2 separate regions of the Mus musculus genome follow, and region 1 is linked to region 2. The links are chromatin contacts, called in public HiChIP or PLAC-seq maps. All regions are on one chromosome and are shown on one strand. Each heading gives the region's core, a stretch centred on a gene start, on an enhancer-like site or on the middle of the called end of the contact. The rest is flanking DNA. Distances are from core to core; before and after follow the strand shown.

What was found. HiChIP or PLAC-seq counts read pairs in DNA pulled down with a chosen protein or histone mark.
Region 1: an H3K4me3 HiChIP or PLAC-seq map of forebrain shows a contact between it and region 2, with 2.8 times the contacts expected there. The contact joins the enhancer-like site here to the promoter of BC052040 in region 2. A contact is called at or near these places in 5 of 39 promoter capture datasets (the 3T3-L1 cell line, cranial neural crest, frontonasal cranial neural crest and 2 more), 1 of 15 datasets of contacts at CTCF or cohesin (the NIH/3T3 cell line), 21 of 484 Hi-C or Micro-C datasets (LSK cells, Th1 cells, Th2 cells and 8 more), 20 of 115 datasets of contacts at active chromatin or transcription factors (acute myeloid leukemia, astrocytes, bone marrow-derived macrophages and 10 more) and 3 of 9 other capture datasets (adipose tissue, embryonic stem cells and liver).

What each region holds. Positions count from the first base shown.
Region 1 is chr2:115,850,195-115,854,565 of GRCm38.p6, forward strand. No RefSeq gene overlaps it. Among named protein-coding and RNA genes, the nearest start is that of Gm31590, 45 kb to the left of the region's middle. Within about 2 kb of position 2,652, at least 41 of the 459 cell types and tissues checked have an H3K27ac peak or open chromatin away from gene starts, as enhancers often do. A contact at or near this core is called in astrocytes, cerebral cortex, embryonic basal ganglia and 2 more, where this site is marked.
Region 2 is chr2:115,579,957-115,584,047 of GRCm38.p6, forward strand. It overlaps BC052040 (cDNA sequence BC052040), which reads left to right and starts at 1,760. Exons shown (of 11, transcript NM_207264.4): 1 at 1,760-2,029. The coding sequence starts at 1,929.

The DNA of each region.
Region 1 (4,371 bases), core at 1,402-3,901, 270 kb after region 2:
ACTAAGACAAAAGAAAGAATGAGGCAGAACCAAATCTCCTCCTGGGGCCTTCTTAATGTTCTCCAGACCAAACCAGTCTTTTGCGCCAGAGGTCAGATGGACTGGGAAGGCTCAGGGACTCACACATCTGGAGCAGAGGAAGTGACGGGCCCTGAGATACCTTTCGAAGGGGTCTTGGCTAGTGAGAGGAGAATTAGGCTAGTGAGCACATACAGGTTTCTTCCTGGGTAGAGAAGATAACGACCAGGCATTTCTTCCCTTCTACCAAGTCCTTCTAACTTGGCTCCTCTAAGAGGGAATTTTCAAAACCCACCTTGGGGGCAAACTGTCTCTTTCCTCTGCTTTCCTACTAAGCAAATACAGAGCAAGAGCCTGAGGGCTTTGGGGGCCCATGTTACTCTTTTTAGTCACTCAACTAACAGTGGCTATAGGCCTGCACCCCGGTTGGATTAAAGATTTAGAGGTGGAAGCGATGAGGTGGCAGAGTGGGACTAAGTGGCAGTTACTGCTTACCTCATGCCAACATTGCTCTTGCAGCTAAGGGGTGGCCCCCACCCTTAGTACCATCAAAATTCAAGGTTGCTGGAACAGGGTGGGCCTGGGCATCATCAGGGACCTCTGACACTTTTCTCGGGCTCTAATTTAAAGGGTAATGACGTCCAAACACTGAAGGAATTAGATGTAGTTCTTTCGGCTGGTGCCTATCCAGGGCCACCTTCTCTTCACTTGGATGACAAATTCCATGTGTCCACTCTGCCTAGTGGCTGCAAGCCCCTAGAATCCTTCAGACTTGAGGACCTAGGAGCTTGGGAAGAGCTGAGGGAAAGGGAGAGGGAACAGGATTGTCCTCTCCTCTTACTGAAGCCTGACTGTTCAGGAGAGGTGTGTACCTCAGGGCCAAGAGATAAGAGGGCCTCCCTCCTTGCGGTTTCCCGGCTTCCTATGACTCTATGCTAGCTCTGCTCTTGGCCACTGTGATAGGAGACAAGGATGGGAGAAAAGGGTAGGGTTGGGGCGAAAAAGAGGAGATGATGGTTACAGAACTTTGTGCTTGTACCTCAAACAGAAGGGAAAAAGAACAGGGCAGGGGTGGGGGAAGGAGATAGCTCCCACAGGACTAAACAGTAACAAGGAGTGGGCATTTCAATGAAACCAGGGTTTTCGCACACTGGGGGTGGGTGGTGATATTCTGGGGTTCTGGAATGGACACCTCCTTTGTCCTGTAGCTGGGCTGATGGTCAAGTGCCCATGTCAGAAGCTTTAGGCTTCCTCTGGGCACAGTGACTTCCTTGACTTGGTTTGGCTTGGTTTACGTGCAAAGGAAAATTATGACTCCTGTTAGTTTTTACATCTTTAAATCACTATTTCCTGAGGTTTGTGTTTCAGGCCAAGTGAAGTAGATAGTTGAGGAGAGCTTGGGTAATTCCAAATAAAAATTTCCTGGAATGATAATTTGTGTAAAATCTTCTAAGGAGGCTAGCTTTTATATGTCGATGTGGATTGGATTGGTTCCCTCTTTGGCTAGAAATATATATTAGCTGTGTGCACGGCTACACTAATATTCTAAACATCACACACAATTCCATTTCAACTCCTGACAGTCCCATAGTTTACTTCTGTGTGAGTGAGTACACTTCCGAGAGAAAAACTCGGAATGGTGGTCAGCCCCAAAGATGAGTCAAAGAGGAGAGGAAAGAAACATGCCTTCTGGAGGAGGTGAGGAGAAAGAAGAGAGAGATGGAGGAAGGGAGAGGGACCAATAGTGGAGGAAGAATGATGGGTGGGTGAGCAGAGACGGGGTGGTGTGAGGATACCAAGGTCAGTGAAGCCCTGGACTCCACCCTCAAGCCCAAATAGCTCTCCCAAGAGGTTCAGGTCCAGTTTCAGGCAGTCTCTTGTGCCCCCGGGGGACCTTGTGTCCAAGGTCCCCTGGGGGCTTAATTCACTCCTGCCCTCTCCACAGAATGACTTTCGAACCTGGAAAAAATAATTGCATTAGAGCAGATTACTTAGAACCGATAGTTATCCGTCTTCTGCTGTTCGACAGAAGTCTATTAAATTCGGCACAGCCATTACCAGCTGAGCTCTAGAGCGCGCCTTCATTAAGAAAATTAAAACTGTGTTTTTCGAACCTAAGCCAAGCCTGTTCAGTCTCAGGCGTCAGTGGCCACCCCCGGGGTTTCCCTGAGCCAGGTTTTTCTTTCTTTCTTTCTTTTTTTTTTTTTTTTTTTTTTTTTGCCAGAATCAATCTCTTGGACCCGGCAGGTCTGGGCTGGAAAGATTGAGTGTGGTGACAGTAGCTGGAATGTTGGGATATTCCAGCTGAAGAACTCCATCATTCTTCTTGACCCCCGCCTAGCCTATGGCCTCTTGACTCTCCTCGCATGAGTCTTTACCCTGAGGCTTTGCGGTTCACGGTGGGCACACCTGTCTGGGCGTGGCTCCGGGGACACAGGTAGCATAGGGATGCGGTGGGATCTGCTGAGGGGCCTGAGTAGAGCCAGGAACTTAGACAGTTGAGTGCCTGAGTCTGGATACAGACACAAGTGCACGTGTGTGCCGTGCACGCGCGCGCGCGCACCACCACTGCAGCGCCTGCTCTCTCCATCGAATGACACAGAACAGCTGCGACACTAGAGTAGCCAGTGAGCCTTTTGTCCACCCAAGCGCAGGCAGCCCGCCAGGCAGTCAGACGGGCGGTGGCGTGTGCCTCCGACCCTAAGGTCTTGTCCCTTTGGCAGACTGCTGGGCCTTCGGGGACTTACTTGGGTTTCCACTTTGGTTTGGCGACACACCCTGATGAGTGTCACTTGGAGTCTGGGCGCCACTTCTATCTAGCTTGGGGCGGAGGGAACAGGTGGGAAGAGTAGGCTGCCAGGAGGTCCCATCCCTTTCTCTCTCCCCAGACACCCCAGTTTTCCTGAATCTCTGGTGGAGAGAGGGCTTCAGTGCTAGGAGAGCGGGTCACTCGGTGAGAGAGGTTGAGATGTGGCATCTGTAACTGTACAGTTGATTTTTTTTTTTTAAAGCACGGTTCATTTTATATTTTTGTTGTTGGTACCTGTCTCTCTTTGTTCAGCATTTTGCCTTTTGAAATGTTAATTATTCAGGACCCCTCCGAAATGTTCACCCAATTCAAGTTTCTAAGGAAAACATAGAAAAAAAATATTTGCGTATGTGGAGACACTCTTTCTTGGGACTCTAGGGGCAAAGAGAGGCTGCATCTTTGTCAGACTGCCCAGTGATGGAAAGCTTAACCACCTTTTTCTGTAAAGTGTGGTTATTAGGGCATCAGGATTCAGATGCAGGCTTGGGTGCTGTTGAGAGAGGGATGGGGTGGAGGGTACCTACTTGAAAGTGCACAATATTGGTATCTAATTCTCTTTCTCACGAACTCAAATGGATACAAAAAGCTTGCAAAATTCAAGTGACACCAGTCGCCTGATAGCTGTGGACAAGGTAACTAACATCTTTTACATCTGCACAACTTTCAACCACAAAAACGCTGGACATTAAAAATAAAGTTCTTCTAAGCAAGAGGGAAAACTAAAGGCTGATATTAGTGTTTTCTTTTATCCCATGGAGGTATCAGTTGATCCCGTTTCTTTTGTCGGCCCAACTGAGCAAACTAGAAGGGAAGAGCAGTCTCTGACCAGCAACAAATCCAGGGTGTTAAAAGCAAGTTCCTTGGATGATTTTTCTTTGCCTTTAAAGCAAAACAAAACAAATTTTAAAATTTTATTTCCTCCTGGAGAGTTAATTTTGTTGCCAAAACATAGGCATGGGGCTGTTAACAAGCCATTTGAGAAGCTAAGTCTCGGTGATCTCTTTCTTGCAATCATAATCGGCAAGTGGCTTAAGATTGATGGTGAGGTATTTTCTGTCTCTTCTGGAGGACCTTCGTGTCAATTTATTTAGAACACTGACCAGACTGTCAATGCCTCCCAATTTTATTAAGCTGTTTGTAACCAAACACAGTGGGATTTCTACCCTTCCTCCCTCGTGAGTGTGAGAGTATAGTGCTGACTGCTTCTTGTTCTGAGTTCAGCTGCAGCGGGGTCCACTCCCTTGTGTTTGTTTTATTGTGTTTATATAGTTGCACGGACAGCTATGCATTCCCTGGGCACGCAAATACCTATGTACACATATATTTAAGGCGGTCCATGTGTTGTGCAGTAACTTCTCTTACACTTTACTGAGCTTAAAGGGGACCTTTCAAAAAAGTCAACCGCAGTGGCAGACTTCCTCAGAGAAGAATGTACTTTTAAAGTAATGCAATGAACTTCAAAACAGATTCCTTCTCGGCATAACAGCTTGCTTGCTGGTGCATATTTAAATCTATCTCAGTTATTACAATAGTCCCTAACAATA
Region 2 (4,091 bases), core at 510-3,009:
CCCCTTGTATGTGATTTTTTTTTTTTTAATTAGAGTATTTACTTTAAAAAAAAAAAAACAGAAAAATGGACCCTTTGGGTTTAGGAGAGTGACTAGGAGATGAAGTGATTACGCATTGTTGAGAGGCAGCAACACAGCGTACCAATTTTCACTTAAATCCCACTCTGGCTATTGACTTGTTCTCATGACCTCCGGGAAGTTCCTTGACCTTTTATGCCTTTGTTCACTCTGAACAAAGGAAGGACGGAGCAATAATGGGGATAGAACCTGCGCCAGGGGAAGTTACTGGGATTAAGGGAGTCCTTACAAGAATACCAACAAAACACTATCTAGTAAACATCCTACCTAGTTTACTTAAGGAACTTAGTCTTTATAACCTAAGTTACGTAAATAATGTCTGTTGAATGCTATGCTAAATAAATGTCTCTTGTACTATCTTATTGTTTTTATTGACAGATGGTCATTGGACATAGTGCTGATTTCACAAATATAAATTCTTTCATTTTTATGTCCACACACTCCCCCAGTCTTATTGCTTTCTCAGTATTTCTCTGCGTTCTTTCTTGTACATATGTGTATGTATGTAAATGTGTGTGTACTTGTGATCTATGTAAAACTGAAGAGCCACAAGGGAGAGGAAGCAAAAGATATTGGTTTGAGTCCTTTTTCCAGATGTAGTCATTATTTTAATCTTTAAAACTGTGTTTCTAAACCACATTTTGTTTATTCTTTCATCTGTTGACTGACAACTACGGTGACTCCATAACTTGGCTCTATACTACCTTATTTAGTCTTAAAACCTGCCTCATGAATTACAAATTTTTATAGGTAAAGTAATTGAGGCTTTGATGAACTAAAGAATTTACCAATGGGGTCTTATCTAGGCCAACCTTCCAACTTACACTTTACACCAAATGAAAGCAGTAAACCGTTTAAACGTGCTAAAACCTAAGCAGATTTTCTTCCTTTTGCTCAAAATGGGAGAGAACACATATCATACGCCCACCTTAGAAACAAAGGTTTCAAAAAACCAAACCAAACCAAACCAAATATATAGATGCTCTAATATATTAACTCAGAAGTTCGTATTTCTACACATTATTGGGCACTCACTATTGTGGGGGCCAGGAATTTACTTCTTTATGTATGCGAGAGTGGAATTGACATTCTACTGCCAGTTGTTTTAAGATGCAGAATTTAAGTTCTCAACAAAACCAGCATTGCTTTCCACCAGAGAATTTAATGCAGAATTTAAGTTCTCAACAAAACCAGCATTGCCTTCCACGGGAGAGGCTGAAGAACTTTCCCAGCACAGGCGAAACCGCTGGTTTGCAGAGATCCTGTTCGCTGCTTAGCTTCCGCTCACCTTGCTCCTTTGCAGGCCATCTGCTCAGAGCGGCAGAACTGGGCGTGTCGGAAAAAAACACATTCAAATCCCGCGCTCCACCAGAGCACTTCCGGGTTTCCAACTCCAGGCTGGAAAAGCATCCCTGTGACCCGAAACGGGCCGTCTGTGTTTCTCGCAGCTGGCAGAGTGTCTTCAATGAGCGTCTGGGTTCCGATCTCAGGGAGGTGTTGCTGGGGACACCTGCCCCTAAAGACGCAAAAAGAATTCGGTACGCAGCCGCCACTTCCTGGTTGCTTTGCCCTTACCCAAGATGGCGGCTAGTTGCCTTCGGCCCGGCTTACTGCGGCTGCTCAGTACACTCTGCTGGCGCAAATAGTTCTACAGCCCGCCTCTCCCGCGGAGGTGAAGCCTGGGACGCTGCGTGTCTCCGCCCCGCGGTGCAGCTAGGGGGGTGTGCTTTGGGGGCATAAGGGATAGCTAAATAAGTGGAGGGCCCAGGGTCGTACCGCGCTCTGCCCTTCCCTAGGTTCTAGGCACCAAGCCCGCACGAGCCCAAGGGTGATTTTTCCTTGGGCCCAATATGATACTAACCAAAGCCCAGTACGAGGAGATAGCCCAGTGCCTAGTGTCTGTACCGCCCACTAGGCAGAGCCTGAGGAAGCTGAAGCAGAGGTTCCCCAGGTAAGTCCCCATCTCCAATTCTCACAGCATTTTACCTGCACCCCAGTTCCCGCCACCCTGGCAGTCATAGAAGCCACGTGTCACACACAAATGGGAGGAACAGAGTTAGGTCGAAGATCATGAGAATGCTCTCTTCCCTCCACCTGCCTACCATACAAAACATTTAATGGCTGAGGCTCCTGAAGTCACTCCAGGCCTTGGGAGTTGAATCCAACTCAGCAGATCTTTACTTGATACATATTGCGGGTATGAGAGTGTACACATATTAAGTAGGTGCTTCATAGATGACCAGTGGTTAATCCACAGATACTAGCAGTAAATAATTGGTAATGGGATCTTTGCAACGTAAAAAAACGTGAATTGGCGGTTCATCGCACTGGGGTGCTGCCAACTTGACACAGACACCTAGAGATGGTAGATCTAGAGTGAACAGGACCCTTTCGGATTGCCACTGGTAGCAAGAGGGCCCAGGCCCAAAGGGGGCCTTGTCTTGTTGGCTGTGCAATGAAAAGATTCTTTATAGAGTTGAGAACATTAGGGGGTCACACTCTTGAGTCTGGTCATTTGGATCTCAAGGTCTGAAGGTTTCTCATTGTGTGCATACGTATTCCCCATGGGTTTCATACTTTTCACTTTGTTGTGGGATTTTAGGATTTTCCCACCTGCTAGGAAAGGTTTCTTAGAGATTATATAACATAGATTTTTTTCCATTTATAAGATGTAAAAACTGAGACCCACTCATTACTTGAATACCTGTTCAAAACAACTAGGTCATCATAATTAATATGTTAAATAATACAGAACATTTTGTATATTTTTTTATTCAAAACATATTATGACATTGAGCATAGTTACTCCTAATGGAGAGCTTTCCTATCAATAACACATAGCCTTTGACCATGCATCACCAGAGAGATTTCATTGAGAAAGACAAGTTATTGGATAGTAGGTATCAATACAAATTGAAGCATATCTTTCATGACCTCATATTTGGTAGACTAATTTTCCTAGACTCTAAAGAGAAAGGCTCTCCTTCCAATATTGTCCATACTTAAGGACTTTGTAGCTAGGGGATTTATCATAGTTCCTGTTCAAGAGCAGAGTTGACAAGTTGGAATTTAATTATTATCACTAGTTTTTTTTGCATCCTTTCTAAAATGAGTGGTGACTGACCATCCAGGGGGAAAAGGTATAAGATGTAGGTATATTATCACATGTATGTTATATAGTATATGGAATGTTTTATATGTGTATACATTGCTAGGGAGTTTTGGAGCTTTTTTGATACATTGCTATCATTATGGACACATATTACTATTTTCAAAAGAACATATGTATGTATTTGGATCCATATGTGTCAAGGTATGTGTGGAGGTCAGAAGAAAATTTGGAGTTGTTTCTTTCCTTCCATCAAATGGGTCTGGCAGTGGAACTCATGTAGTTAGGCTTTTTGGCAAGTGATTTGATCTACGAAACTATTTTACCAGCCCCACCATTAAAATATATATATATATATATATATATATATATATATATATGTGTGTGTGTGTGTGTGTGTGTGTGTGTGTGTGTGTTCGTATGTATAGTTATATGTATAGTTATATCCTAGAGTGTTTTCTAAAATTTAAATTAAAGCTGAGAAATTAAATAAAATACTACTAAATTTGTTTTGAATAATAGTAAGTATATTGCTTGTTGACATTTTATCTATAATAGTCATAATTCCAAAAATGGTTGAGATACGGCTGTATACTTTTGCAAATCTCTTTAAGATCTGCCTTAACTACAAGAAGCTGCATCTATTTTTATATTTAACTAGTTGTCATATATTGCTGATAAAAGGATAAGAGGAGGGACTGGAAAAATGGCTCACTGAGGAAAGTGCTTGCTATGCAAGCATGAGGGGCCTGAATTTGGATCCTGTAGGAGGGAACCTCTTCAGGTTCCTTGTCTCCTCTGTTTAGCATTTTGGTCAAGGTCACATGCTTTGTCTTCTGGGAGCCTCCCCCATTCCATGTCTCTTGGACTTCCTAGAGATTCTCCACCTCCACCCACACCCACA